Linked DNA regions of Mus musculus: all the other regions are linked to region 1. A link is a contact called in public HiCAR-type, HiChIP or PLAC-seq and promoter capture Hi-C data. All regions are on one chromosome and are shown on one strand. Each heading gives the region's core, a stretch centred on a gene start, on an enhancer-like site or on the middle of the called end of the contact. The rest is flanking DNA. Distances are from core to core; before and after follow the strand shown.

The links. Promoter capture Hi-C pulls out the DNA fragments that hold promoters and counts their contacts. HiCAR-type assays count read pairs that join an accessible place to other places. HiChIP or PLAC-seq counts read pairs in DNA pulled down with a chosen protein or histone mark.
Region 2: a contact with region 1 is called in a FOXA1 HiChIP or PLAC-seq map of pancreatic cancer cells. The contact joins the promoter of Steap1 here to the promoter of Cyp51 in region 1. A contact is called at or near these places in 1 of 484 Hi-C or Micro-C datasets (muscle stem cells) and 2 of 115 datasets of contacts at active chromatin or transcription factors (astrocytes and pancreatic cancer cells).
Region 3: a contact with region 1 is called in a HiCAR-type map of astrocytes, with 4 times the contacts expected there. The contact joins the promoter of Steap2 here to the promoter of Cyp51 in region 1. A contact is called at or near these places in 2 of 39 promoter capture datasets (embryonic stem cells and hippocampal neurons) and 4 of 115 datasets of contacts at active chromatin or transcription factors (astrocytes, embryonic stem cells, pancreatic cancer cells and 1 more).
Region 4: a promoter capture Hi-C map of pre-B cells shows a contact between it and region 1, with 3 times the contacts expected there. The contact joins the promoter of Gtpbp10 here to the promoter of Cyp51 in region 1. A contact is called at or near these places in 7 of 39 promoter capture datasets (cranial neural crest, embryonic stem cells, frontonasal cranial neural crest and 4 more), 1 of 484 Hi-C or Micro-C datasets (uterus), 5 of 115 datasets of contacts at active chromatin or transcription factors (astrocytes, embryonic stem cells, forebrain and 1 more) and 1 of 9 other capture datasets (adipose tissue).
Region 5: a contact with region 1 is called in an H3K27ac HiChIP or PLAC-seq map of epiblast stem cells, with 6 times the contacts expected there. The contact joins the enhancer-like site here to the promoter of Cyp51 in region 1. A contact is called at or near these places in 4 of 39 promoter capture datasets (cranial neural crest, embryonic stem cells, frontonasal cranial neural crest and 1 more), 1 of 484 Hi-C or Micro-C datasets (uterus), 3 of 115 datasets of contacts at active chromatin or transcription factors (astrocytes, epiblast stem cells and forebrain) and 1 of 9 other capture datasets (adipose tissue).
Region 6: a contact with region 1 is called in an H3K4me3 HiChIP or PLAC-seq map of stem cell-derived neural progenitor cells, with 5 times the contacts expected there. The contact joins the promoter of Cldn12 here to the promoter of Cyp51 in region 1. A contact is called at or near these places in 4 of 39 promoter capture datasets (cranial neural crest, hippocampal neurons and liver), 7 of 115 datasets of contacts at active chromatin or transcription factors (astrocytes, cardiomyocytes, embryonic stem cells and 3 more) and 3 of 9 other capture datasets (adipose tissue, liver and pancreatic islet).
Region 7: a contact with region 1 is called in a promoter capture Hi-C map of hippocampal neurons, with 11 times the contacts expected there. The contact joins the promoter of Cdk14 here to the promoter of Cyp51 in region 1. A contact is called at or near these places in 8 of 39 promoter capture datasets (the 3T3-L1 cell line, 3T3-L1-derived adipocytes, cranial neural crest and 4 more), 3 of 484 Hi-C or Micro-C datasets (LSK cells, nephron progenitors and uterus), 5 of 115 datasets of contacts at active chromatin or transcription factors (astrocytes, differentiating embryonic stem cells, embryonic forebrain and 2 more) and 1 of 9 other capture datasets (adipose tissue).

What each region holds. Positions count from the first base shown.
Region 1 is chr5:4,102,648-4,106,463 of GRCm38.p6, reverse strand. It overlaps Cyp51 (cytochrome P450, family 51), which reads left to right and starts at 1,767. Exons shown (of 10, transcript NM_020010.2): 1 at 1,767-2,330; 2 at 3,438-3,536. The coding sequence starts at 2,157.
Region 2 is chr5:5,747,279-5,751,094 of GRCm38.p6, reverse strand. It overlaps Steap1 (six transmembrane epithelial antigen of the prostate 1), which reads left to right and starts at 1,778. Exons shown (of 5, transcript NM_027399.3): 1 at 1,778-1,848. Gm46900 (atherin-like) reads right to left here. Exons shown (of 2, transcript XM_017321192.2): 2 at 905-2,644. The coding sequence starts at 2,164. The coding sequence ends at 1,481.
Region 3 is chr5:5,692,302-5,696,117 of GRCm38.p6, reverse strand. It overlaps Steap2 (six transmembrane epithelial antigen of prostate 2), which reads left to right and starts at 2,029. Exons shown (of 6, transcript NM_001103156.2): 1 at 2,029-2,160. The region is part of intron 1 of Gm40262 (a long non-coding RNA gene); the gene reads right to left.
Region 4 is chr5:5,557,369-5,561,184 of GRCm38.p6, reverse strand. Gtpbp10 (GTP-binding protein 10 (putative)) reads left to right here and starts at 1,644. Exons shown (of 10, transcript NM_153116.2): 1 at 1,644-1,752; 2 at 3,779-3,816. The coding sequence starts at 1,720.
Region 5 is chr5:5,538,836-5,542,651 of GRCm38.p6, reverse strand. It overlaps Gtpbp10 (GTP-binding protein 10 (putative)), which reads left to right. Exons shown (of 10, transcript NM_153116.2): 9 at 227-350; 10 at 3,201-3,816. The coding sequence ends at 3,400. Among named protein-coding and RNA genes, the nearest start is that of Gtpbp10, 19 kb to the left of the region's middle. Within about 2 kb of position 2,076, at least 17 of the 459 cell types and tissues checked have an H3K27ac peak or open chromatin away from gene starts, as enhancers often do. A contact at or near this core is called in epiblast stem cells, where this site is marked.
Region 6 is chr5:5,513,034-5,516,849 of GRCm38.p6, reverse strand. Cldn12 (claudin 12) reads left to right here and starts at 1,874. Exons shown (of 4, transcript NM_022890.2): 1 at 1,874-2,085; 2 at 3,599-3,688.
Region 7 is chr5:5,378,107-5,381,922 of GRCm38.p6, reverse strand. Cdk14 (cyclin-dependent kinase 14) reads left to right here and starts at 1,672. Exons shown (of 15, transcript NM_011074.3): 1 at 1,672-1,888. The coding sequence starts at 1,798.

The DNA of each region.
Region 1 (3,816 bases), core at 518-3,017:
TATAAACTATAGTTCACTTTTTGACTAATCATTGTTTAGAGCAACTGTCATAATTATGCCTGAAAGTTTGTGATTGAAAAAATGTAATTACTATTTTATTGTATAAGATGGTATATGAAATATTGCCATACTTATACATGATACTCAAATTAATCTTCCTTAACTGTTAAGTTTTAGAATTTGGGCTGGCTGTGATGGCATATATCTTGGATCCCACCTATCAATCCAGCTACAGAGGCTTGTGGACCTCTGTGAGAATGAGGTCAGCCTAGTATACATAGAGGTCCAGGCCTGCCAGAACTGTAACTCAAAAACAGATCAACAGCATCATTTTTTTTTAATAACACTGTACCTTTGATCTTTATTTAAGGGTTTTGATCTTTTAGGATTTCCATATTTGAGATTCCTAGTGTGCAATGTTAAGGCCCACTTGCCCACTGACAGATAACATCCTGGTATTCTGGAGTCTGTTGTTCATGTACTTTCACTTCCGTAGACAAGGTTGGTTGCACCAGCTGCACAGGAGGTGCTTGATGATACACAGGCAGGAGATGCATTGACTGGAAGGATGCTTGTCCCCAGTGGACTAAGGCTGGAAGCACCATAGCTTTGTGGGCTTGGCCTCTACAGGCACCTGTCTAATGTAGCTTGAGGCCATTCTTTGGGAATCATGGGTATGGACCTGGCCAGTGTCCATCTTCCTGGCCAGTATTAAATAAAGCTTTCTTTAATTGGATAATTGTGGAACTGGTCTTTCCCCTAGCAATTTTCAAGTTCAACAATGGCCTGAAGTCACTCCAGTAAGTCAAGACGTAGCACACAAGACAGGCTTAGAAATGAGTGAGCAAAATTCCTGTTGTAGATACTACTGCCAGAAATAAAGAGGCTCTTACCTACAGCAGTGACAATAAAAATGGAGTGTTACAAGATTTTGTGACTGATCTGAGGCAGGAGGATATTGGTATACAGCAGTGTCCATCCTATATAGACTTCCTACTAGGCACTTCCTACATAGGCAGGTGGCAGTCACCCTAGGGAAGAGGTAATGAGTGGGCTTCACTGACTGACTACGATAAAATGTGAGCTCTCTAGGTGGAATTATCTAGACGGTGGCTGGACCATCTTACTCATTCCTGGAGGTGCTTGCAGTTTTGCCAATCACTGCACAATCATCTCCAAACTTAGCAAAAAATCTAGCTCTTAACCCTGGTTAAATAAATAAATGTACCTGCCAAAGATCTGGAAGGAGGGTTAATTTGGAAACATGTCATCAGAGGTGCTTTATTTGTAGTGAGATCAGGGTAACTCCTGCTTCAGATCCAGCTATCAGAACAGGAGTTTGGGGACATCTGCCTCAGTTTACTTTATGGCCTGTATTTATTTTAAAAGACTTGTCTTGGTACAGCAGCACACCAAACAACTATCACTTGCTAGCAATGTGGCCCTACACGAACAACCTGTCAAGCAGATTGTACGGGTGATCCGATGGTCTCACCCTCCAGGTTGCATCTGCAGGAGTGTTTTTTTTTTTTTTCCAAGATTCGTGGTGCAGGGCTCACGAAGGGCTGGTCTCACAAAGCCCAGAGGTGACATCTCCGCGAATAGCCGCAGAGGCGGGCGCCCCACGGAGGGGGCGGTGCCCGGGCCGCCAGCTCTGCTGACGCCACATAGGCCGAGATCACCTCAGCAGCGCGTGGTGCAATCACAGAGCGCCTTCGCCTCTGCCGCTGTCCGCCACCAATCTGGTCCTGAGATCCCTCCGCCAGGCTCGTCCGTGCCCGCTGCCGGGGCCGTGCTCGTTAAGCACGCGGGACCTCGTGGTCTGCGGTTCTCGGGGCGCGATCATTTGTGCAGCCATCACTTTCTTCACCGAGTCCAAGTGCCACGGTAGAGCCTGCTTCCTCAGGTCCCCTCGGTGGCGCAAGAATCCCCGCACCTAGACGGAGGCGTGGCCACCAGAAGCCCCGCCCCGTCTGTGACGTCCTGGTGGCGCGCGAGCTGTCTGTGGGCGTGTGAAGGGCCCGGGCCAGACTAAGCCATCAGGCCGGGGCCGCCTCCCGACTTCTATCTGCCGGCTTCTCCTGCTCCATCTTTTCCGAGAAGCGGTGTGCGACCTCGGCCCCCAGCCTACCGGGCGGATCGAAGCGACGGTCGGGATGGTACTTCTGGGCTTGCTGCAGTCAGGCGGCTGGGTGCTCGGACAGGCGATGGAGCAGGTGACAGGAGGCAACTTGCTTTCCACGCTGCTCATCGCCTGCGCCTTCACTCTCAGCCTCGTCTACCTGTTCCGTCTCGCCGTGGGCCACATGGTCCAGCTGCCCGCTGGAGCGGTACGTGCACCTCGGGGTCCTCAGTCTGTGCCCCGGCTAAGCGGGCGGGCTCGGGGGGCGCTAGCGGTGGCGGGCGCGCGGGAGGCTGGGGTGGCGGCTGCAGACGCCCGTGCCTGATCTTTGCTGTTGTGGTGGTCTTTCTGGTCTCCTTGCTGGAACCTGAACTCGGGGGCTGTGCTGGCCGTCGCCGTTTCTGCTGTGATAGCGGCTTTGAACTTCTGGCTAGGATCCTACTTTGCAGCGTTTGTAGTCAGTGATGGATGTGCAGACTGGAGGCCTTGCTGGATGGATTTGGCTGGTCTGATTGCCTTGGCCATCCATGACTCTTAAGTGCAGAGCACTGTACTGACTTTACTGTTGGTTGTCAGAGGTGTTTGGGCTCTTTGTGAGGGCCTTGATGGCAAGTTAAGGGTAGCTGCATCCCCGGTGGCCATCACTCTTGATACTGCCCTGTGTGTTTAGTATACTGTGGGCTATTGGGCATAACGATGATTAATAGCAGTGTCAGGGAAATTGCAGACAGTTCATAAGTGACTTGAGAGTGTGGGAAGCGCTTTCCTGTGATGCTGTTAAAATACTGTTTCTCTAGTTTAGCGCTACACCAAACCACTAATTTCAAGCCTTCCAAATATAGTTCATGAATACCCTTGTAATCAACATTTGGTAGCTTTGAAAACCATCCCTTCGAAACTGACAATGGGATGTAAAAACTTAACCCAGCGTTAAGTTCCAACCAAGTTGCTTTAAAACTAATCTCTGAACCCAAGGGATCGATAGGCAGTTACTATTTCTTACTTTCATTAGATACATTTCAAAAGCTCACTATCATCATCATCATTTCTGAGATATTTATTATATCCCAGGGTGGCTGTAGAACTTGTTATGTAGCCAAGGCTCACCTTGGCATATCTTCCAGCCTTCACCCCTTGAGTGTGCAGTGCCTTCCTGTGTAGTCATTTCTGTTTTGAGTTCTTTTGAGGCTAAACCTTGTCTAACTATACTGTGTGTGTGTGTGTGGTTTTTTTAAACATTATTCTTAAGCAGGCTATCATATGAAACTTTCCTATTAATAAAATGAAAACTAAAATTTTCATTTTCTTTTTGCAGAAAAGTCCACCACATATTTACTCTCCAATTCCATTCCTTGGCCATGCAATAGCATTTGGGAAAAGTCCAATTGAGTTTCTGGAAAATGCATATGAGAAGGTAAGTCTTCGGAACAGACAGAGGCAGAGACTCTAGTGTAGAGAAGTGCTTTTCTTTAAATAGAAAGACATTTGTAAAAAGATTGTGCCCTCCCTGCTTATTGGCAGTATTGAAAACATAAAAGGAAAAGGCCTTGTTGGCTCTTAGCTTCCCAGAGTGTCTGTCCTGGGATATAGTCTCTGAGATGTGAGGAAACCTGTAGTTCTAACAATTACGTTTTTAAAAATAGTCTTACATTTTATTTTCGTGGATTATAGTCAGAGTTGACAGCTAGTTTCTT
Region 2 (3,816 bases), core at 529-3,028, 1.6 Mb before region 1:
AAGTCCCCATCCCATTCCTCCCCCCACCCCCGTCTCCAAGAGGGTCTCACACACACACACACACACACACACACACAGAGTCACCCAACCAGGCCTCCCCATTCTCTGGGGCCTCAAGTGTCTCAAGGGTTAGGTGCATTCTCTTATTGCAGCCAGATTAGGCAGTCCTCTGCTGTGTATGCCCTACTAGCTATTTTTAATTTTAATTCTTTAGCCACATTCATGTGATACAGAATGTGCCGGTGACGTTCAGCCTCTCTTTACCCGGGTCTCCCATCATAATCAGTCTCACTTGCATCTTCTCTACTTTATCTTTCACACCACATTACTCTCTTTACTTCTAAAATGGCAGTCAGATGCACTATAGGGTCCAGAAATTATCCTTCAAAGGCACATGGAGTCATCAAACCGGGAAGCCCTTGACCCGGAACCACATTACAAAAATATTCAGGTTGGAGACCCAGCTCAGTTGGTAAAGTGTCCTTGTGACTTACAGTTGGAACCTGCAGAGCTCCATTGTGGGAGGAGGGCAATCTCTGGACTTGGAGCTACAATACAGGTTTATTTTGAAATCCTCCCAACCCTTGCTTCTTGGGACTGCCACACCTAGTTATCATCTGACCTCCACGTGCATGCAGTAACATTCATCCACATACCTACAATAAATAAATAAACAAACAAACAAACGTGATGAAGGTATTTGAGTGCAGTTTGGGTGTACAGACTTATTTATAGGACCTAATTTATTTACCCTTCTGGTGTATCAACTTTATTCTTAAGATACACGCCAGAAAATGGGAAACTGAAGAACAACTGCGTGCTGGGAACAGAACCCCTGTGGTTGTGAGTCTTAGCCCACTAACTAGAAGTTTCCCTAACCCTCGGTCTAATGATTTTCTTCCTTGGAAATAAAAGCTGCAAGCGTCTATTTTGCCACAAGGTGTCAGGCCGGGGTAATTTAATCTTCAAAGGCCTTTTACACTATCTGATGGGAGTCAGTGAACCCAAACATTATCCACGGAGCACTAAGACACGCAGGACAGTGGAGTTCAGATCATCCCTTTAATTCCAGCACTCGGGAGGCAGAAGTAGGCTGATCTCAGAAAAAGAGGAGTTTGTGACCCAGGGTCACATTAAAAACAACACTCAGGTTGGAGACGCAGCTCCACCTTGGTCGTTAGTGTCTAGAGTCTGAGTTGAATCTGCAAAACTCTGTGGTGAACGGAGGGTGGTCCCTAGCGTCAGAGCTACGGGTTATTTTTAAATCCTCTCAACCCTGTGCTTCTTGTGACCACCACACCGAGGTATCATCTGACCTCCACGTGTGTATCATAATATTCATTCACATAGCTACAATAAACAAATAAACCCGGTGTAAAAGTCACTCACAAACTCAGATTCATCCTCTGACTGTCCTAACAGCTAGTCGTCTGAGAAACTGCTCTGTTGGAAGAGCGCTCCACCGCGGACGGCGTAATCGCTACAGAGCAGTTGGTCTCCAAGTGTGGGATCCAGGATCACTACAGCGTCGCCCGGCAACAGGCGAAATGCACAACTGCAGATTTCGACCAGGTCCCAGTCGGTTTCCAGTGAGCCCTGCTGGTGACCCTGGGTCCCCCTTGCACAGCCAAGGATTCGCCCCCGGCGACGCCCCTCCCACGGCGGCCGCAGCGAAGCCCCTGGGTGTGAGCAGGAGCTGGTCTCCGGCAGGGGGCGCTGTGCGCGCGGCGGCCGAGGGGCGGGGTCTGCGGAGCGGGCTGTGCTGGGCAGCGAGATTCGGGCTCCGCGTGGGACTGGGAGTCCGTCCGGGCAGCGAGCGCCTCGCCGTCGGGTCCCACGGAGAAGCCGGTGAGTCCCGAGTCTCGTTCGCAGGCCGCTTGCTCCCCGCCTCCGCGGGCCTTGGGAATCTGCTGCGGGCCGGGGAAGGGGTGAGGCGGGTCTCAGGGGCGGGCGGTGGTGCTCCGGGCAGCGGGGCGCCCCTTCGGCCCCTCGCGGATCTCGGCGAGCCCCGCGGGGAGCAGGTCTCCGCGGTCCCGGCTCTGGAGCTTAGGTCAACTTTGCAGTCAGGTTGGGTTCCCCCGGTAAGTTTGCCAACTTGGCAGTTTCCGCAAGTTTGCCTCGCTGGATGAATGACTCGTCCTGCTGTTTGAGCTGGTTTCTTCATGGAATTTTTTTTTTTTTTTTTTCATTTTAAGTCTTTGGAACACCGGTCCTACTCTTTCGGGATCTGAGTAGGATTCGGGTTTAAAATAGTCAGAGCTTTTAAATAAGGCACTCTGGTGAAAGCAACTAACAGACGTTTGTAGTCCAAGAATTTAAGTCCACTTCAAATTTAGTTATGCTGTTCCGTTGAGGTGGGGGATACATCCACATCTCGATATAAAATCAAGGGAATGTATTTAATATTAATGTTAAGCACTTGGGGAAGCAATGCTTTAAGAAACAGCCCGCTGTAGAACACCTTCCCCTCTTCCAATAATTAACTGTGGCAAAGCAAAAAAATACATTTGAAAGACTCGTGGGACATGCACTGCAACCCACAATGTATTCCAGTCACTGGGTTTCTTGGATTCTAAACTCCTTCCCATAAACATGAGTCTGTTGGGCTGTGTCAATATTTAGCAGGAACAACAAGCCAGCCAACCTAATCCAGGAAAACAGAAATCACTATTTAATGGGGAAGAAAGCTGGAGAATGTTGGTTCAAATCCTGGAGTTCTTGACATCTCTGCACTATGCTGTTTCCTGCTGAGTTTGCTGGACAGCCTGATGAAACCTCTCCTGTAGAAGTGTAATTATAGGTGTAGCTAAGGTCTGGTGGAAGAAGGCATGATTTATTTAGCTGATAGTTTGTTTTCCTGGTTTCTGGGCATACAGTCAACAATCACCTTTACGGGCATTGGCTCTTTTCCTTAGCGATGCTCCTCAGAGTGGTACCATGCAAACAAATGGCTAGGCATCTCCTCTGGGCCACTCTGTCCTTCCACCCAGAATCTCTCAGCAGTGGCTGTCTGTCATGTCAGCAAGCACCAACAACTCACTGCAGGTCACAGGACTGGGTAAAGAAAGGGGCTCTCATCCGTTTTCTCCACTTCCTTTCCAGAGCCACCATCTGTCTATACACTATTATCCTTTAAGATGTATGGCATTACCACACAGGTCTTAATGGAGCGTTTCCCTGTCCTAAACTTTCTTTGAGAACAGACTTATCATTTAACTTTGTATTTCCCGTGTCTGCCATCATTGTTCAGTGTGATTAATGAATTAACAGTGAACAGCTATAGATTTATGCTTCACTATCTTAAACATTGTGAATCACAAAACTTAAAATACACTCTAAACGTAGCAAACTGTTTCTTATACTTGTTACTACAGTGCATGCTACCCTATTCCTAGATACCCAACACCAACCTACTCACTTTATAGTACTGGTTAAGGTCAGAAAATGGCATGGGTAATACATTTTGAAGACAGACTGTTAGCCCCTCAAGGGCAGCCTTGAAATCTCCTTCTCTTTTTCCTCTTTGATATTGGCCTTGTAAGAACTTGTTGAATGACCTAGACTTTACCCAGAATTCTTTCAAATGGAAATGGTCAACACACACCTCAAACTCAAAAAAAAACAAACAAACAAACAAACAAAAAGGCATGAACTACTGCCAGCAAGATTTGTCACTGTCCTTCTTCATTTTTTTTAAATTTTTTTATTGGGCATTTTCCTCATTTACATTTCCAATGCTATCCCAAAAGTCCTCCATACCCTCCCCCCCACCCCCCTACCCACCTACTCCCACTTCTTGGCCCTGGTATTCCCCTG
Region 3 (3,816 bases), core at 780-3,279, 1.6 Mb before region 1:
GACTGAACCGCTGAACCTGAGAGCCAGCCCCAATTAAATGCTGTCCTTTATAAGTCTTGCCTTAGTCATGGTGTCTGTTCACAGCAGTAAAACCCTAACTAAGACACCCATCAAACAATAAATTTTGAAAGACTTGTAGTCACTCTGTGTCCTGCTTTGTTCAAGAGTGCCTGACACCCAGGACACAAAGCTCTTGGTGAATGAGAGCCAGAGAGCTCCAGGTGCTTAAAGTTCCTTTAGGCGCTATCATCTCAAAGTTATCCACTTGTATAATAACTTCAAAGGAGAAATTATGTTAACACCTCTAGGCCACTAGAGATTTATTTAATGAATTATTGCTGTGCTTCAGTGGAATAAATTACTTCAGGGAACTGAGGACACTTCTCAGAGAGTGCTTCATGACCTGGAAAAAAGGCTTGCGAAATCAACTTTATATACTTTGAAACTGTAACTGGAAATCACTGGTAAAGATGGCCACCGGTTCATGAACTGGACCGGGAGCCATCTTTGGAGCACTTTGGGCCAGCCTGGCATTTTCCACCCATGGAGGATGTTTGCTTATTTTAACAGTTCAAGTATGAAAAGCAGATACTCCTTCTGGAAATTGTTGACTCATTCATTCTTTTGGGAGGCAAATGGTTTCGCATACTATTTTTTTTTTTAAATAAACAGAGTCCATGTCTCAACAGCTTTTAAAGATATTTTAAATGTACAACTTACCTGTTTTCTGTAATAACTTATGGCTTTGTACAACTGAGAATAAAAACGTGATAACCTTTGCTAGACCTTATGTAATGCTTTTGTTTATGTGATTGGAAAGCTACATCTTCTCACCAAATGCTAAGGACACAGCAGTTTCCTCCACTGGTCCTCCAAAAGTGTTAGAAATACCCTGCTGTTTTCACTATTTGACAGTAGTTGAAGTGAAACAATAAACACTGATATAAAATGTAAGGATTTTTTTTCTCCCCGTTACCAAAATGGAAAGTATTTCCCAGTTGTCAGTCTTTCCCCCTAATACATCACTAACAGCGGAGTTTGTGCCTAAACTTTAAACCTCAGCTGTATGTATTTGGGGGTGGGGAAGAGATGCTTTTCACAAGGATCAAACAAAGAATGTTTCCCAGGTTGAACTTGCAGAGGTTAATCTGTGTATGCCTTTCAAAGGGGAAAGTGCAGTGCCCTGAGGATCGATCTAAGACCCTCTTCTGCTTTTGTTCTGATTTGTCTAGTTAATAAACCACCAAGAAAGATAATTTTTAAACCTAATTTGCTGAAATGAGAATTTACTAACGTCTGAGGGTGGGGGAAGTAAATTTGACAATTTTCGACAAATTGGTTTTATATTAAAAAAAAATCTCCACTGACACTTTTGACTAAAAAGGTAAATAAAAGATCCCCATCTACTTGTTAATCCAAAATCGGGGGGGGGGGGGATTAGAGAAAGCAAGGTGCCCTTACACAGCTCAGCGAACCCTGGATGCTCCAAGGCCACTGCAGCTCTCCGCAGGCACGCTGGTCTCCTGACTCGGCTTCACCTTCCAGTCCGCACAGAGCTCGGGGGCACCGGCGACAGGGAAGGTCAGAGTCCACAGACTAACCCCTACAGCCCACGGCTGAGAAGGGCCTCCAGTCCCAGGGAGTTTTAAAATGCGGTTCGTGGAAGGGCATTTCTGATCATTCCCTTTCAAGGACATGATGCAGCCGAAAGGGAGAAAAAAAGCGCACTTTCTTCGAGGTTTGTGTGGAACAGAGTAGGGAGAAGGGGGGTGGACAGGGAGGAGGGCACTAATCAAAGCCAAGTCCGGGGCGGCGTGGCGAGCGTCTCGGAGGTAGTGGAGTGTAAACGCGGGCGGGATCCACGTAGGGCTGCTCCCACGGGGGGTCTCCGCAAGATCGCGCGCAGGCGTGGGGACCGCGGCCGGGTGGGTCCCCACGCACTCTGCCCCGACCGACCCGCGCCCCCCTGCGCGTCACCGCCAGCCCTGCCTCCGCGCGCCTCCTCCTGCTCCACCTCCCCGGCGCGGCGCGGTCCGGCTCGGGGGCAGGAGGAGCTTGGGCGGGAGGAGCACTCCGTAGGCCCGGGAGCTCGGCGGGCCCTCGGCGCGGGGGAGCCACGGCGCTGCGCTGCGAGCGTGGCTCGGAGAAGAGGGCGTGGAGGTGAGCCGGGTGGCCAGAGCGCCGAGGTGGCCGATCCGGGGTCGCCGAGCAGCGGGTGCTGTGCGGGAGCCGCATCTTTCCTCCCGGATTCCGGGGGGGGCTTGGAGCTGGCCAGGGGGCGAGTGGGAGGGGTGCTGGAGGGCGTCCGTCGCACGCATTCCGCCCCCTTATCCCCGTCGGTCTTCCCAGAGCTCTGGGAAGTCCTCGGGTCCGGGCCCAACAGAAAGGAGGCCAGGAGAGACCTTGTCCCAGGTCGGATGTGCCCGAAAGGGAAAGGACCCGCAGGTTACTTTTGCCAGCCACTTTGGATTGATGCGGCACTTTTCACTGTCGTACAGCACTGCTTGCCAAACAGGTAAATAATGCCTGCAGTGGCTTTGCTTATAAACCCGGTCATGTAATCCGGGTGTGCTCAGGCCATTTTGCGTTTAGAAGTAATTGGTCTGGTCTTTCAGTGTCCTTAATTACCTCTGCGTCCCGTGTTCAGCCTCAGCTGAAACTTGTTGAAAATTATGCCCTAAAAATCTTGTTCTGAAAATAACATAGGGAGATAAAGAGATTTTATTTTTCCTGTGGTCGGGGAGAATTCCATTTATTATCTTCACTATCCTGTGAAGCAGGATTGGTGTCAGTGTTTACTCTTCAGGCAGATTGTTTGTTTGTTTGTTTGTTTTTAAGTAGAAAAACTTATTCTGACCCACATTTAATTATCGCCCATCACTGTAGGTGAAATAAAATTCAGACTCCTGCCCCCACTTCAACCCTCAGTACTTGATTACCTAAAGCCCCAGTTAACCACCCCACTGCTTGCAACCTTCTTCTCTCTAGTCTACCCTACCACCACCCTTTTAATAGTTTTTTTAATTACTTATTTACTGAGTTGATGTTTTCTTTGACACTGTACTCACCCCCCCCCCTCCATCCCCCGCATCCTCAAGATAACCTATTTGGAAACGTAAGATAGGAAAACCAGAGTGTTTAGCTGCACCGGGGCAGCTATCAGGCTGCCTGGAGATGCTCCTGAGATGGTGGCATTCACTGCGGTTTCTGCCTCTCAGCTAGTCTGGGCGGGGTGGGCTGGCTGGGGCTGGGGCTGGGGGGCAGTTTCAGCAGTGATAAGTTAGCTAATTGTGAAAGATGGGAATGAGGAGCTTCATGAAATCACTCTTATTGTACTGGTACTATGGAAAATGCTCTTCTATTGAATGAGCATAATTGTACTTTAGCACTGGAACAGAGCACAGATAAAGGCAGAATTTTAAAATGATTACACATGATACAGAAAAAAGAGAAGGGTAAAGATGCAACGAAAGCTCAAAAGGCTAGGCCTGTGAGAAAAGAGGCAGGCAGAATATCTGGAGGTGCAGTTACTCTTTGCTCAGCCTGTAACTATGACTCTGAGGTAACCAAGACATTGACATAGACATAACATTGACACACCACTTAAATCCTCTGAGGCCTTTTGGGCCCACGGATCTTAACCATGGGAAAGAGAGATCTGGCCTAGAGCCTCATTACATTTTCTTTGGCCTTGGTGTTTATAAAAATGCATTTAGTGACAAAGAACATTCATTGCATACATAGTTGGTATGTGCCAGGCAGAGTGGATAGGAGTGTGTGTGTGTGTGTGTGTGTGTGTGTGTGTGTGTGTGTTTT
Region 4 (3,816 bases), core at 395-2,894, 1.5 Mb before region 1:
TCTGGTCTTCTAGACGAGTAGGAAATGCTCTTAACCAATGAGTCATCTCTCCAGCCTCATCTCAAGTCAATTTTAACAGCATATTTTTAGGAGAGCGAGTTTAGAGATTTAAAAGGTTTATTCTACTATCTTATTATCAGAATTATAATAAAATATCTTGCTGTGATAATGTTTTGTTTGAGGTATATGTATTTTTCTTTTGCTTACATCATCAATGATCCTTAGCATTTTAGATATCAATTTCTTATTTATATTTTATTTATTGTTATTATATTCTGTGTATGTTATGGGAAAGAGAGTGGGCCTATATTCAATAATCATAAATAAACATTAGAAGGTGTGTGCATTAGGCTAAACATTTTGGCATAATTTAAATGGCAGCACATTTTCTAGATTTAACAGGAAAAGTATGATAACAGCAACTTAATATTCTGGTTTTTAAAATAGTAAGTATATTTATTGAGGCTAACATCTGACATTTGGGTCAATATTTAATGTTAATCTACAGAGGCTAGAACCAACCAACCAAACATCTAAATGAAAATGACAGCTTCAAAGTCCAGGAACAGTAAACTAATCTAGACTGAGCAGTAGTTTCCACACTGTGTACTTCCAAATAGGACTCGCTCCTTTCCCAAATTCCCCATCCTATTGTTTAGGATGCAGAACCTTATCTAAATGAATTGGAGTCCTGTTTTCTAGTCTAGGACTCAGGCATGTAGCAGAATGCCCGTAACTGCAATTTTCAGAGTTTCAAGACTAGCCTTTGCCAGGTTCCAGCTAGGAAAGCGGCCTTAGAGGCGCAGGACCTCGGGCTATCTGTAACTAACTTTAAATCAACCTCATACTGAAAAACGGAACATAACAATTCCTTAAGGTTACTCTCAGCTGCACTGCCCTGGCCAGTGACCATGACTGAGTCACATTTCGCCAAGGATTCTAAACCTAATAATTCTAATGATAGAAAATAATAAATGAGCAGTGAAGGGAGACCCCTCTAGTACGCTCGTGTGCCTTTTTCACTTAAAGACTTGGCAGAAAGATTGGCGAAATGGGCCTGCCATTCAGTGATCTTTTTCTGAAGCTTCCTCTCCAAGCTGGAATGTAATCTCTCGTGTTCTCACAAGGACAGCCTTCAAATGAAAGGTGAAAACTCTCGGCTGAGTCCAGGTTGGGGTTTCTGTTTGCCTCCACTGCACACATCATCCTTTGTAAAAATCTAGATCGTCACACTTCTTTCAATACTTCTGTGCTACAAGTTTTAAGTGACTGGTTCCTGAAGTTTAAGCCTTGGCTAGAAAAATTGCTCAAGCCATCATCCAGCAGTCTTTTAGAGCTCTCGGTGTTTTGTACAAGTGTGTCTGTTGGAGGGGTCTTTCATCGTGAGAAAATCCTGGCACCTCAGGTTCTTCAGCTACCATAAAAATGTTTGTGAGGCAGGCCAGTCTCCAGCGCATAGCGTTCAAAGCGTCAACTCCAGAGACTCCTGCCCGGAGCCCTGCTTCCCCTTGCACACAACTTAGACGAATCTGGGCTCTGCACTCTCCTTCCTGCACCCAGAGGCGTCCAAAGCACACGCCCACCTTCCTCGAGCGCGATGCAGCACGCAGGCGCGGATCCGCTGAGACGTCACCTCTGCGACCAGTAGTGACGTCAGTACGCGCGCCCGACCGAAGTTTGTCCGGATTCTGCGGGCGGGAGTCCTGCCCCTTGGAGCTCATGGTGCGCTGCGGTTGCGCTTTGTTGAGAAAGGTTCGTGACGGGGGTCTCCCCAGCTTTGGTGTCTTCGCCGCTCTCCTCCTGGGTTGTCGTTCCTCGGTTCCCGTCTCCTGGGAGAAGATTGTGTCTCAGTGACACGCTGATGGCCGTTTGGGGTCCAGCTTTAGGGAATTCCTGTATTGTTCCCAAAGCACGTGAGAGGATAATTGGGGACCTGCCTGCGGTTTAGACCCGGCATTGCGGTGCACGTGCCGGCTTGTTTGTTTGTTTGGTTTGGTTCTCATTGTTTAAAAGAGAGTCCATAACCTGCTTTTATACATTTCTCCTCCTTTACACTGCTTTTGATATCTTTCTGAAGACTTTTCTGGAAGTCAGAATGTGTGTTTGCTGTGCCTCATATAGAGATTTTACGTCAATTTTTATGTAGTGCCTGTCTTAAAATCCACTTTTATAACAATCTGCAACCAACCGCTCAATTAAAAAAGAATCTCAGTGAGCTTAACTGGCAACGGTGTGTGAAAGCTAGAGGTCATGTACATAAGCTGTTGTTAGGAACAGCCATTATAAATGAGAGTCCTTAATAAATATGACAAATCTAGAAAATAAAGAAAAAGTCACATACTGAACACAGCTTTAAAAGCCCTTACCAGGAATATCTCAGGGTGGTCAACCTTCAGTTTGTTTTTGTTTTTTTTTAAACCCACAGATTTTTTTGATACCCAAAAGTACTGCAGATTACCAAAAACGTGAATATTAATTTAAACGATTGCTCTGTAATTTGAAAGCCTGGGATTATGACACACTGGCTTTATAAGAAGTTACCTACCTAGTGAGGGAAACTAAATGGAAAGTACCAGAGGATATAATCCAGTGTCCGAGGAAGCCTGAAAAGCCAGTCAGTGAGAGTGATGGGCCAAGGAGGCCTCAGATCATACAACCATAAGCCATAGTTTAGTTGTATTTGAGGATACATTGAAACTGACACCAGAAAATGGGTTTATGATAGAAAGAACAAATGATAATCTAAACAGAGGAGAAAGCATGAATAGAGTGGCAGGGAGAGTGGGCAGCTCAGAAAAGAACAGGAAGGCTCCAACAAATGACAGCTGTCCCGGTGAGATCCGGTGAGGGCTTTGAATCCAGCACTGTAAACTTTATTATTTCAGAAGCAGTAAAAACCCAAAGTCACGACTGTTTCTGAGTAAAGAGAGACATAGACATCGGGTTCACTTAAGGGGGAAAGAGATGCTCTTGGCTCATGGTGGCGGATGCATTAAGAAGGAATGATGAGACCCTGAAAGACCATTTGGAGTTCACAGTCAAGATTCTAAGAGGACAGAGGTCCTGGAAAGGAGTTAGGCTTCTTGGAATGCAAAAATTTTGGGGAAAAGCCATCTGTTTGTTCAGTCTTGGTGAGCAGATAAGCTTTGATAATTAACTGAGGGGACAGCTTTTTGCTGTTGCTGCTGATGATGATTTTAAAATATTTGGGGGCTCAGTGGTTAAGAGCACTAACTGCTCTTGAGTTCAAGGTCTTGAGTTCAAATCCCAGCAACCACATGGTGGCTCACAACCATCTGTGATGAGATCTGACGCCCTCTTCTGGTGTGTTTGAAGACAGCTACAGTGTACTTATATATAAAAACATTTTGTTTTGGAGGGAACCCAAAACAAAATTTGAGTGGGTACCCACCAGGTTACTTATTTAAAGGGTTTCAAATGTAAGTGAAAGGCACTTCTGCTTTCAGTTGTTTTAAACTATTAATAGCTTAACTTTTCCCGGGGATTGGAGGTGGGGGCGGGGAGAGTTACTAGTACCCACTGAGGTCAGGTTTGGAATGAAAACAGGGGAAAGGGCAGAAACCTTGGGGCTGGGTGGAACAATTGATCGTTGAGGAAGAGAGTGGGAAACGAAGTAATGTGAGAAAGGGGTACACAGTGCTATGCACACAGCTTTGATTCTTTCCTGAACGAAGCCTCAGTAGAATGAAATTAGAACCTTTTAAGTTAAAAGAATATGTGATGTATATATATCCTCTCTTTCTCTCATTTTCTTAAGTATGGAAATTTCATTGATAACCTGAGAATCTTCACCAA
Region 5 (3,816 bases), core at 827-3,326, 1.4 Mb before region 1:
TGTTGACTCTGGTTGGCACTTGGCTCTAGGCACAAAATCAGCTGTTTCTGGGAAGTCCTGTGAGCTAACATCCTATTCACTGGTTTAGCAAAAAGCATTGTTAGTTTTATAGTTATTGTGATTTATTGCGTTGTAGTGATATGAATGGGCTGTACAGTTACCAGGTTATTAAAGAAAGATCGCCGTTACCTTCATACTGTTATTTGTTTTTTCTTGTTATTTACAGGAGTTGGAGTTGTACAAAGAAGAACTACAGACAAAACCCGCACTCTTAGCAATTAATAAGATGGACTTGCCGGATGCCCAAGTTAAACTTCAGGAACTGATGAAGCAGCTCCTGAGCCCTGAAGGTAAAGCGGCTGTCCGCTTCCATCTGGTGCGCAGTGCTGGCCGTGCGCAGAGCAGGTCAGGGAGCTTTGGTTGCTTTTGGTGAGGAGTTAAGTTCTTGAGTCAGGGTTTCCTGTAGCCTAGGATGGCTTCAAGTTTGTTGTTTATCTAAGGATCATCTTGAATTTCTGCCTCTACCTCCCAGGTGCTAGAGTTATAGGCATATACTACTATGACCAATGGTAGTAAAAATCAATGGGAAAGAAAACTAGTGTTTTCTACCTAGAAACTCTATTTTTAAAGAAAGAACACATAATGTTTGATGCACTAGAATAGCATTGACCAGTCATTATCAGGTCTCAAAACAAATTTGTTAAGTTAGAGAAAGAAAAGAAAGACTAATGTTCAAAAAGGTCAAGTTTTAAAAACAAAAAAAAACAAAAAAAAACTAAAACTAAACTGTATATGACCTGTAAAGGGTGTGAGAGGGCCCAGAGAGATGCTCAGGCATTGAGAGCACACACTGATCTAATAGAGGACCAGGGCCACTCTCCAGCATTCACATCAGGTGCCTCATAGCCACCTCTCAGGAAACCCCATGCCTTCTGTGGTCACACACAGCTCTGCACCCTGACACCCACTCATACATTTAACTAAAGATAAAATATTTTATTTTGTATTTTCTGATAGTCTCGTAATGTAGCTCTGGCTATCTGAAAATCATTATGCAGCCCAGGATGGTATTGAAATCATGGCGATCCACCTGCTCTGCTCCTGGGTGCTGGCATTAAAACCGTGAACCATCGTGACCAGCTAAAGATAAAGTAAATGTTTAAAGAGAAAACCAAACCAAACCACCCAAGATGTGTGTAAAAGGAGAGAAGTCAGCAGCGTAACAGCTTCGGTCACGGAACCTTCACCAGCCCTAGATCTTTGTTTCACTGGTACACACTGCATTTTAACAAACCTAGTAAGGTTTTACTCTTGTTTTTTCTTCTTCTTGTTTCCTTTTTTGAGACTTTATGTATGTATGGGTTTTTGTTTGTGTGCATGTCTGTGTACCGTGTGTGTGCCCAGTAGAAGGCATCAGATTTTCAGGGTCTGGAGTTACAGACAGCTATTAGCTGCCATGCTGGAACAGAACCTGTTCTCTGGAAGAGCAGCCAGTGTTCTTAACCGCTGAGTCAGCTCTCCCGCCCCCAAAGCTAGTAGTTTTAAAGAGGGATTTATTTTTACTGATGTTGTTATTGTTGTTTTACTACTGTTAACTTGGTAACTCTGAAGAATAATAGTCCTTGGAAAAGAACATTTAGTTCTGTGTTTATGTGACGCAGAAAGTAATATGTGTGGCTAATGTCTGTGACTAAAAGGATATGTCTGAAATTTCTTAAATGGAAATATTTCCACTGTATAAAGAAACCTAGAGGGACTGACTTAGTCACTATCCTGTTGCTGTAAAGAGACACCCTGACAAAGGCAACTCTTGTAAAGGCAAGCATTTGACTGGGGGCTGGCTTACAGTTTCAGAGTCTTACATTATCATCATGATGGGGACATAGCTTCATGCATGGCTCTGGAGCAGTAGCTGAGAGCTGCATCCTGATTTGCAGACAGAGAGACCGACAGACACTTGGCACAATATGGGCTTTTCAAAGTATTGAAGCCCAGCTCCAGTGACACACTTCCTCCACCAACACCTCCTAATCCTTCTAATCCTATCAAGTAGTGCACTTCCTGATGACTAAGGGTTCAAATATATGCGCCTACAGGGGCCATTCTTATTCAAACCACCACAGGGACTCTTCACAGTGTGGCAAACTGAGTGCTGTAGAACACTTTTATCCTGTGGTGATGTGTTCTTTTAGCCTGGAGAAGACGACCTCCTGGCAAGTGGCCATGTGCTTTTGAAGAATACTGATTTCATTCTGTTATTGGAAAGATAATTGAGGAAAACAGACTTTAATATACTAAGATTAGCAGACAGCACCAACATTTTTCTTTTCTTGAAATCATTCTCCTACATAATGTACATGTTAGGACTGTCTCTAATTTAGTAAGTTACTTTTGGGTCATAAGTATTCCCTAAAAGTCTTCATTCGTTAATATCATTTGCCTTATCAGGTCAGTAGTTCACTTTGCTTATCGATCTTGCAGCTGGTGTGAGGAGTGAGGGTTAGCTCAAAAGTGTTTATGTATTCTGGACCACCACAGTTCTTGAGTTTATCTCTCTGGATTTTCTTGGAGATTTATAGCTGAGAAGTCAGGATGATTTCAGTCTACCCATTTTATTGTTTGGCAGTTGGCCCATCCATTCAGTTTGCTGGCCTCCTCCCCAGCTGCCTTAGTGTGAGGCAGAAGATAAGGCTAGGCACCATTGTTATCCCCTACGTGATTGGCTAGACAATGGTAAACTGATCTGCCTGGGAGCAACTCGGCCTCCTACTGCAATTTTTATTGTGGATGCTGGCCTCCATTTAAATAGTGATAACACTATGCCTGAAAGAAATTAAAACTTACATGCATATTAAGGTAAGCTAAAATGTTCCACGTGATGTCATTGTTTTTATAGAAATATTGCCTCATTTTATTTGGCCTCCTCAAGTAATTTTTCTTTTTCCTTTAAGTATTGTCATGACTTACCAGTATTTATTCTTTATTTTTTTAAAATAAATTTGTCCAACAGTTATTTACTAAGTACTTACCATGTGCTACGAGCCATCATTGTCAGTAATGAAACACAGATCCCAGGAGCATGTGAGGCAGTGCAGACAGGGAAACAGTACCAGATGCTAAGTTGTCAGCTTCATAGTGTTGAATTAATTTTTTAAATTAATTTTTTTAAAGGCAATGAAAATCACCTGTTCTTGTTTCAGATTTTCTGCATTTATTTGAAACAAAGATGATTCCAGAGAAGGCTCTAGAGTTCCAGCATATCGTTCCCATCTCAACAGTCACTGGGGAAGGCATTGCAGAGTTGAAGAGCTGTATAAGGAAAGCACTGGATGAACAGGATGGCAAAGAAAGTGATGCGCATCGGAGCAAACAGTTGCTCAATTTGCAGAGTTCCAGTTGAGCATCTTAGACTGAGCCACATCAAAGTGTGCGGCTACTGTCTCCAGAAAAGGCAGCATTCAAACCTAGTACAGCGTATTGACGCAATACTCTTTCTTCTAAGGATCAGAAAATCATGTTTAAAACGTGGACGAGCCTGAAAAGCATGATGTTCAAAGAAGCCAGGCACGACAGCAAGACAAATATCAATGATCTCACATGCGGAATCTTAGAAAGACAAATCTGAACTGATAGAAATCCTGAAAAATGATAATTTTGTGTAGTATAAATAGGAGCTAGAAGATTAAGAGATGTTGGTCAAAAGATACAAAGTTTCAGTTAAGCTTTACAGATCTGTTATGTACCTTGTTTGTAGAATAATGTATCATATTTAAAAATTTGTAAGAAAGTAGTTTTTAAGTGTTCTGACCACAATTT
Region 6 (3,816 bases), core at 625-3,124, 1.4 Mb before region 1:
TTATATGTGAGGTACTGTTGTGCTTTTCTATGTTTTCCTTCTTATAAGATTTAGATTAATTTAATTTTCATGATTTTCTGGCACAAACACACTGTTCTACAGATGGAGACCATAAAACACAGCGGGTCTTCTTGTCCAAGGTAACAGCAGGGCAGAGTCAAACAAGAATGGGGTGGGATCGTTTACAGTCCTGTCAACTCTGAGAATTGAGTATCCTTTTTTGAGAAATTGCAAGTGAGAAGCTACAGACCATTTAAATGAATAGTATACAAAAAAAAGTGTGTACTTGCTTAGATTCAAAAGTTGTTCCCTAGCCTAGAGGTTCTTTGCAATTGATACCTACTAGGAAAGAGATCAGTTTTATCCAAAAGGACATCAACCACAGGAGCAGTTGGCTACTGCAATCAAGACTCCACGTCTTCTTGATTAGATTTGGTTTGGGACTTTTTGTTTGCTTTATTGAGTTTTGTATGTTTGATAAATAACATGAAGTTGGGTGGGTAGGGAGGTGAGAAAGATCTGAAAGGAGTTGGGGGAGAGGGAAATATAATCAATATTTGTATGAAAAAATTAAATAATAAAAAACTTGTCATCACAGAGGCCTGGGATATGGGAGGCGCCCAAGAATTCTATGGGGGTGACCTTAGCTGTGACAGCAATGGAGATTTGGAATCTGAAGAGCTTACTTCCTGTAGCGAGACAGGAACCCTGGTGGAGTGATAGAGACACCGATCCACACATAAAACTTTCAACCCAAAATTTATCTTGTCTACAAGGAATGCAGGCACAGGTGATGGAGCAAAGACCATCCCATAGGCAAGCAACAATCCCTGACACTATTAATGATACTCTGTTATGTTTGCAGACAGGAGCCTAGCATGGTTGCTCTCTGAGAGACTCCAATCAGAAGCTGACTCAGACAGACGCAGACACCCACAGCCAAACAGTCTCCAGAGCTTGGGGACTCTTACTGGAGAATAGGAGGAAGGATTGCTGTGCCCTGAAGGAGATAGGAACTCCACAGGAAGACCAATGGAGTTAACTAACCTGGACCCTTGGGGCTCTCAGAGTCTGAACCACCAACCAAAGAACAAACACAGGCTGGACCTAGGCCTTCCAGCTCATATGTGGGCCCCAAACAACTGGTGTAGGAGCTACCTCAAAGCTGTTGCCTGTACTTGGGCTACGTACCTGGCTGGGCAGCCTTGTCTGGCCTCAGTGGGAGAGGAAGTGCCTAGCCTCACAGAGAATTGAAGTGCCAGGGTTGGGGGGTCGAGAGGGCTCCCCGACTCAGGAGAGGGGGTTGATGGGGATAGGGGCAGTGTTCAGGATATAAAGTGAATAAGAAAAAAAAAAGATAATTAAAGAAAAGAGTTGTCAACATCGACAGTTTTTGTTTCTCTATTTGTGTGTATGTATATAGTGCGATGGAATCAACTGGAATTCACAGGCATCATTTTTGCTCTTTTTAACTTAAATACTGTGTATGAGTCCTTTGACATATTTATCTGCACAGGATGCACATATCAGAGAAGACGAGAGAGGATAGCTGATGTGTAGAAGAGTCAAATTAGAATACTTAATAATTAGTTTTATGTATGGAATTTTGCTGCAGTAGGGTATCTTTTGCCTATAGTTAACCCCAGAAGTAACAAGCAAAGTGCCCCTTGTAAATTTGTGTGGCTATGGAGTTAGACCTTTTTTTTTTTTTTTTTGCACTTAATGAACAACTTTTGATTGAGTAACCAAACGAATCTCAAATTTGTCCCTCATGCGTGTGATTGAGAGCATTCTAAAGCAAGCCGTAAACCTATCCCTAATAAGGTGCAAGAGGAAACGAGGGAGGCGGGACCCGGAAGAAGGAGGTGGTCTCAGGAATTGGCCCGCGGCCAGCGGCCCGATGGATGCTAGGAACTGTAGTTCCCGGCAGCCAAGGTATTCCCGAGCGGAGCCAGGGGAGAGCCTGACTGGTTCCCTGAAGCCTCCGGGGCGGCTTCGCCAGAACGCACTTCCGCGGCAGCGGAGGGAGACCAAGGAGCCGCGGCTCGGAGTGGGTGAGCGGGATGCCCGAGCCGTGAGGAGCCGGTAGGTGTGGTCAGGGACGCTCCCGTTTCCGAGTCTTTTGCAAGTAGTTGAAGGTGTTGCGTGAAACGGCGAAGCGGCGGCGAGTCGGCATTTGAAAGGTTGCCCACATGGGTGGACGTGGAAAAGTGGCCGAGGAGGTATTTGGTACCGCGTTTACAACGTTTTCGTCCCCTCCGAGGAGTGTGGAGCCGCGTTGCCGGGGCAGCCGAGGGCTGGGGGCGGGCGGGGGTGCGAGCTGCGAGCTGCGAGCTGGCTGCTATTTTGGACCCAGCGGCTGACGGCGCTGGTTGTGTAACGCTGACCTGCTCGCTCTCCCCACGCACCGGGCAGGGGTGGGCGAGCGGCGAGCGTGCGCCCGGGGAGGGCTCACGCCATTGGCTGGGCGCAGCCGCCCCCCCTTTGCCAGGCTCGGCCGCTCGGGGTCTCCTGAGGACGCGGCTCCCACCCGGACGTGCCGATCTGGCTGCTGCTGTCCCTCGACACTGCCCTGCTCTGCGAAGGGGCTAGTCTTCACTGCAGAACTGCTATGCCAGGTGACCTCATGGCAAAGGTTGCCCAGGGGTCCGATTGGGGTCATTGATTGTAAAACGAGCCCTTCTGACTTCGAAGCAACAATCTTGATTGATAACAACTCAAGAATCGTAGATGGGAGGTGGGGAACCTCGATGGAAATCAGCACCCAGGCCACATCCTGCATAATTACTGTAATAGGGCCAGCGATAAACGCCTGGATCCAGGAAGCTGCCAGGCGTTTATGAGTTTTTCACTCATCCTACCTGTTTGAGTTAACTAGTATTCCAACAGGAAGTCACTCCTCTTTAGAGATATGAAAACATACCAAATGGCAGGTTGAGCCAAGGACGATAGATACCACACAACATAAACTAAAAAGGACATACTAGTTGCAAATTTTAGGTTGTACAGAGCAGATTAGTTTTGTCTGGTTTTATGGTAAATACCGTCTTTTAAACATTTTAGAAAACAGTGCATTTCTTTTCATTCCAAGGCAACTGCATGGTGCTTTCTTTCACCGTGCTCCTTATGACACGGTAGGCAGGAACTAGATCTTGAAAAATAAATCTATTAATTTTTTTCTTAGATTTCTAACCCAGTAAAGTGATTTGTGATTTTTAATTTTAGCCTTAATTATCCCGAACTTTCAAATCACAAAATAAGAGTTATTTTCCTTTGAGGCTCATATCTAATAGTGAATATAAGAATAAATTGCCTGTGCTATTTTTTTTGTTGTTGTTGTGTTTTTGTTTTTGCTTTGTCGTGGTGCTGGCGTTTGAACTTTGGGCCTTCTACATGATGGGCAAGCATTGTAGCTGAGCTACACCCCTAACCTTAAACTGCCTTTTTGAAAAACTTATTGCTTGCCTGTTTGGCTGTAGCATTTTATTATTAAGTCTAGACAATTACTGCCCCCCCCCCCCCCCCAGTTATATGTGAGTTAAAATAGAGTTGCGAAGGAAGGACTGTAGTAATTTGGAGCATTTTTCTACTTTGGTAGGTCCAGATTATCTCTGCTTTGTGTGCAGATGTGCTCCTGTTGCATCTGAGTTCACTAAGCTGACTTTGGAGGATCAGGCACAGGGAAAGGGTGAGTATGCCCCTGTCCCTGGTTATATAATGTTTCTGCTGTCTCAGTCAGGAACGCTGCTGTTCTTCTCTTCTTCAGCAAAATAAAAGTGTAGAACCTTTGTGGGTACAGTGATTGATGGTTACAGT
Region 7 (3,816 bases), core at 423-2,922, 1.3 Mb before region 1:
GTACAGCTGCAGATACATAGCGCTCTAAGGTTTTATCATTAGCTATTTTTTCAACTTTGTTGACTGGAAGAAGGCATCAGTGTTTGGATCTCTCTCCGTCTCTTTTTTCTCTTTGTCTCTATCTCTCTGTGTCTCTGTGTCTCACTCTGTCTCTGTTTCTCTCTCTGTGAGTTCAGTTGTAACTGCTAATTTTCTAATTAGTCTGACCAAGTGGTAAATGTCAATAAAACTTTTTTTCCTGCATGAAGCCACAGTTGGTGCTTTCTGTAATTACTGAGATATGGCTGTCAGGACCCAACATCCCTGCGTTTAAACTCTCTTGACTTTGCTATGGATTCCTGGCTCTCTCCTGTTAGGGGCTTGGCTTGACTAGCTAGCAGCTTTTTATCAGTGGCAATCTACCAAAACCCTGTAATGTGCTCAGCACAGGGCAGAACAAATCAGTGTTCTACCTCACAATTTAAGGAAGGCAGGGGGCTAGTTTTTGTTTTAAGATAAACATCTTTCGACAAAACACAAACTCCCCAAAACTTCCTTTAAACTAAACAGCATTGTCACACCCACAAAAGCTCCTATTACTTACCCAGCCAGATGACTCAAGATCACTAACGTTTCTTTCATAAGGACTTTGCTGGCCCATAATCAGTACACCAGGCCAACCCCCATCTTCCTTCACCCTCCCCTGGGAGACTGACGTTTGGAGCACCTCATTTATTAGAAAAAAAAAAAGACTGTTTTCTGCCGGAACTGTTTGTCCCGGGGCTTTTTAAAAAAGCCACTCTTAAGATCCTTTTCAAGTTCATTCACTGAAGTGGGGAAAGGAGGTGACAATAGGTTGTAAGTTTACCGATGACCAGAGTATCCTGCTGAGGAGTCACCCACAGTGACATTCCTGTCACCCAGAGACAGGGCTGAGGCAAAACGCAGGTGCCCTGACTTCTAGAAGTTCCGGGGTGGGGAGCATTTTCAGCTTTTGCACTGTACCCCAATAAAATGGGGCCTCTCCTGCCCTTTGGAGCACCCACTTTCCCTGCAAATTAAAACCAACCACCCCACGCCATAAAGTCTATCCTAAACCCGAATGCGTCCCCAAGGTCTTCGAGCACCTCGTCGGACACTCCCCAACATTTCCGGGTCGTGGGCCAACACGGACCGCACCGGGTGGACTGGCCCGCCTGCGGGCTGCGGTCCCGGAGCGCGCGGAAGGAGCGCGGCCGCGGCGGGCGGAGCGCGGGCGGCCGGGAGGGGGCGCCGCCCGGGCGCGGCGGGTCCGGGAGGGCGGCGGAGGCCTGGGAGTCGGAGTCGGATTCGGAGCCGGAGCGCGGCGCGGGGTCGCGCGGGGGTCCCGGGCGCCAGGCCTCCGGCGAGGGCAGTCGCAGGTCTCCGTGCAGCGCCGCCCCTCGGGCTGGGGAACTTGTCCCGCTCGCCCGGTCCGCAGCCGCCTGCGCCTCCTCGTCCGCGGACCCCCATCTCCGGCCGCGGCCGCGCGGCTCTTGCTTACAAAGGAGGGAAAATGCGGCGGGCGGCCGCGCAGCGCGGGGGCCCCCGGGCGGCGGGGATGGCGGCAGCCCCCGGCACCACGTAAGACGCCCCCGCGCGCCCAGCCTCGGCCCAGGCCCGAGCCCCGCAGCCTGGCGAGCGCTGCGCGTCGCCCGCGGCCCGCGAGGAGGCGGAGGCGGAGGAGCAGGACGAGGCGCCGCCTTCCCCGCGCCGCGCGCCCTCGCCCGCCGTTGTCTGCGCTGCGCTGCGCTGCGCTGGACCAGTTTCGCGAAGTTGCCGGGGCCCTACGCCGCCCAGATGTGCGACCTCATTGAACCGCAGCCGGCCGAGAAGATCGGCAAGATGAAGAAGTTGAGGAGAACTTTGTCCGAGAGTTTCAGCCGCATCGGTGAGTGTAGTCGACTGTCCCCAGTGTCCTGCGGGCGATCCCGGGGCTCGCTCCCTCAGTCCCCGCGCCCACTCCGTGCTCCGGGCACCAACCAGGCGGCTGCCACCTCGGGGTGAGCTGCGAACCAGGGATGAAGGAGAGGACTCCAGGCTAGGGCAGGGACCAGCTGGAGGGCCATCCCTCTGCCCCCAGGACCTGGGCTTCGTTCGTGGACTGTCTTAAGCCTCCAATTTGAGTTCCTCCTCCCCGCCAATAGTATCTTTGGCGCCCGCAGTGAACCGGAGAGGGAACACCCGGTCCCCACCGCCATCGGGTTTCTGTGGCCACCTAGGTTACTTAAAGCGAGTTGGTTTTAAGTGCTTAGCCAATAATTTAGCTTTGGGAATTGTTGAAACGTTGACATGTGCCTGATGTTGTTTAATGTACTCAACCTAGAGGAAGTGGGACAGATACCTTGGGACCTTTTGTTCCGTACTCCGGGTCCTATAATTGGAGGTTTGGGTGTTCGGTTTGTAGGTCTTGAAACCTTCCAGCTGCTGTGGTGAAGGGTGAGCTGTGAAGTTGTGGAGACATTTATGAATATGTCTCCTGAACTTGCTCCATTAGTGCAGTCCAGAGGCTATTGTCTTCTTTAAAAAAAAAATCAACCAACTTAACAGAGCATAAACACACAGCATTAACAAAACAAAACAAAACAAAACGCTCAAGGAATGTTTAGGATACTTAATGAATACATGCTATAGGCTGCAGCAAGATGACAGCTGTGTCCGGTGGAATGGGTTTGTTGAATCTTGAGTGTTGGTGGCAGAAAGTGCCTGTAAACCTGGAGGCATAGCTGCTACCTAAACTTTGGTCCTTAACTTTCTTTGATACAGGTAACTGTGCAAAGCAAGGGAATCCTATAAGCCCCAAGCCAACACATGGGAGTGTCCCAGCATACCTTCTGGCCTTTGGCTCACCTGTTATGTTAGTGAAAGTTAATTAATTAATCATAAGCTAATTCCTTAAAGCCCTGATGTGCCAGTGAGTGTCTGCAGTCTGAAGACAGTTTGCATGTATGGACAATGAACTATGAAAACATGGATAAATATTTAGTCAAGCTTATTATTATTATTATTATTATTATTATTATTATCAATTTTGTTTGACACTTTGCTTTTCCTGAGAACACTGTAAATCATGTGCAGAAGTCATATTAGTCGTGCCTTTACTTATTACATGCGTTGAATGTACACAGACTCATTTTTCTGAGTTAGGCCTGTGAGTGTGGAGTCCTACATTCAAGTGAAGTTTGAAGCCAAGAGGAGTGTGAGAGTGAGGTGTGGAGTCTGTGCATTATTAACAAGGATGTTTCAGGGCTGGACCCAAAACACCACCCAGGCGGGTTCTGGAGTCCATTAGGGCCTGTTCTAAAGCACATTAGCTAGATAGTTACTAATGCTAATGATTCCGTTGGAGCCCCTCCAGTTTTGTGTTAAATAATTCATTGCAGTTGAGTCTCAGTAAGAAACCAAGGGTAATAATATAAAAATCCTGTATGTTTAAATAATTTTAGGGTTTGATGGCCAATCAGTACTGTTTGGATTAACTGCAGTGTTGGCAGTAGATATTATAGTTAATTGGGCTTCCTGGATTCCTCGGCTTTAGTCGTGTGAGAGCTCCCTTCTGAGTCTAACGCTCCTCACCAATGCCTGGTATGATTATGTGGCCTTTATGTCCATTCTCTAGGAAACAGTACAGCTCAGTAAAGAAAGCTGATAATGTCTTTATTGAAAGAGGACTCAGAAGAGCAGATCTTACTGTGGTACATTGTGAAAGAAATTATTGACATTTTTAAGTGATTTTTGTTGTGTATGCACCAAACCCAGGATATTTATTAGAAAGAGCACTACTGAAAAAGTCATCTTCTATGTTTTCCCTCACACTCA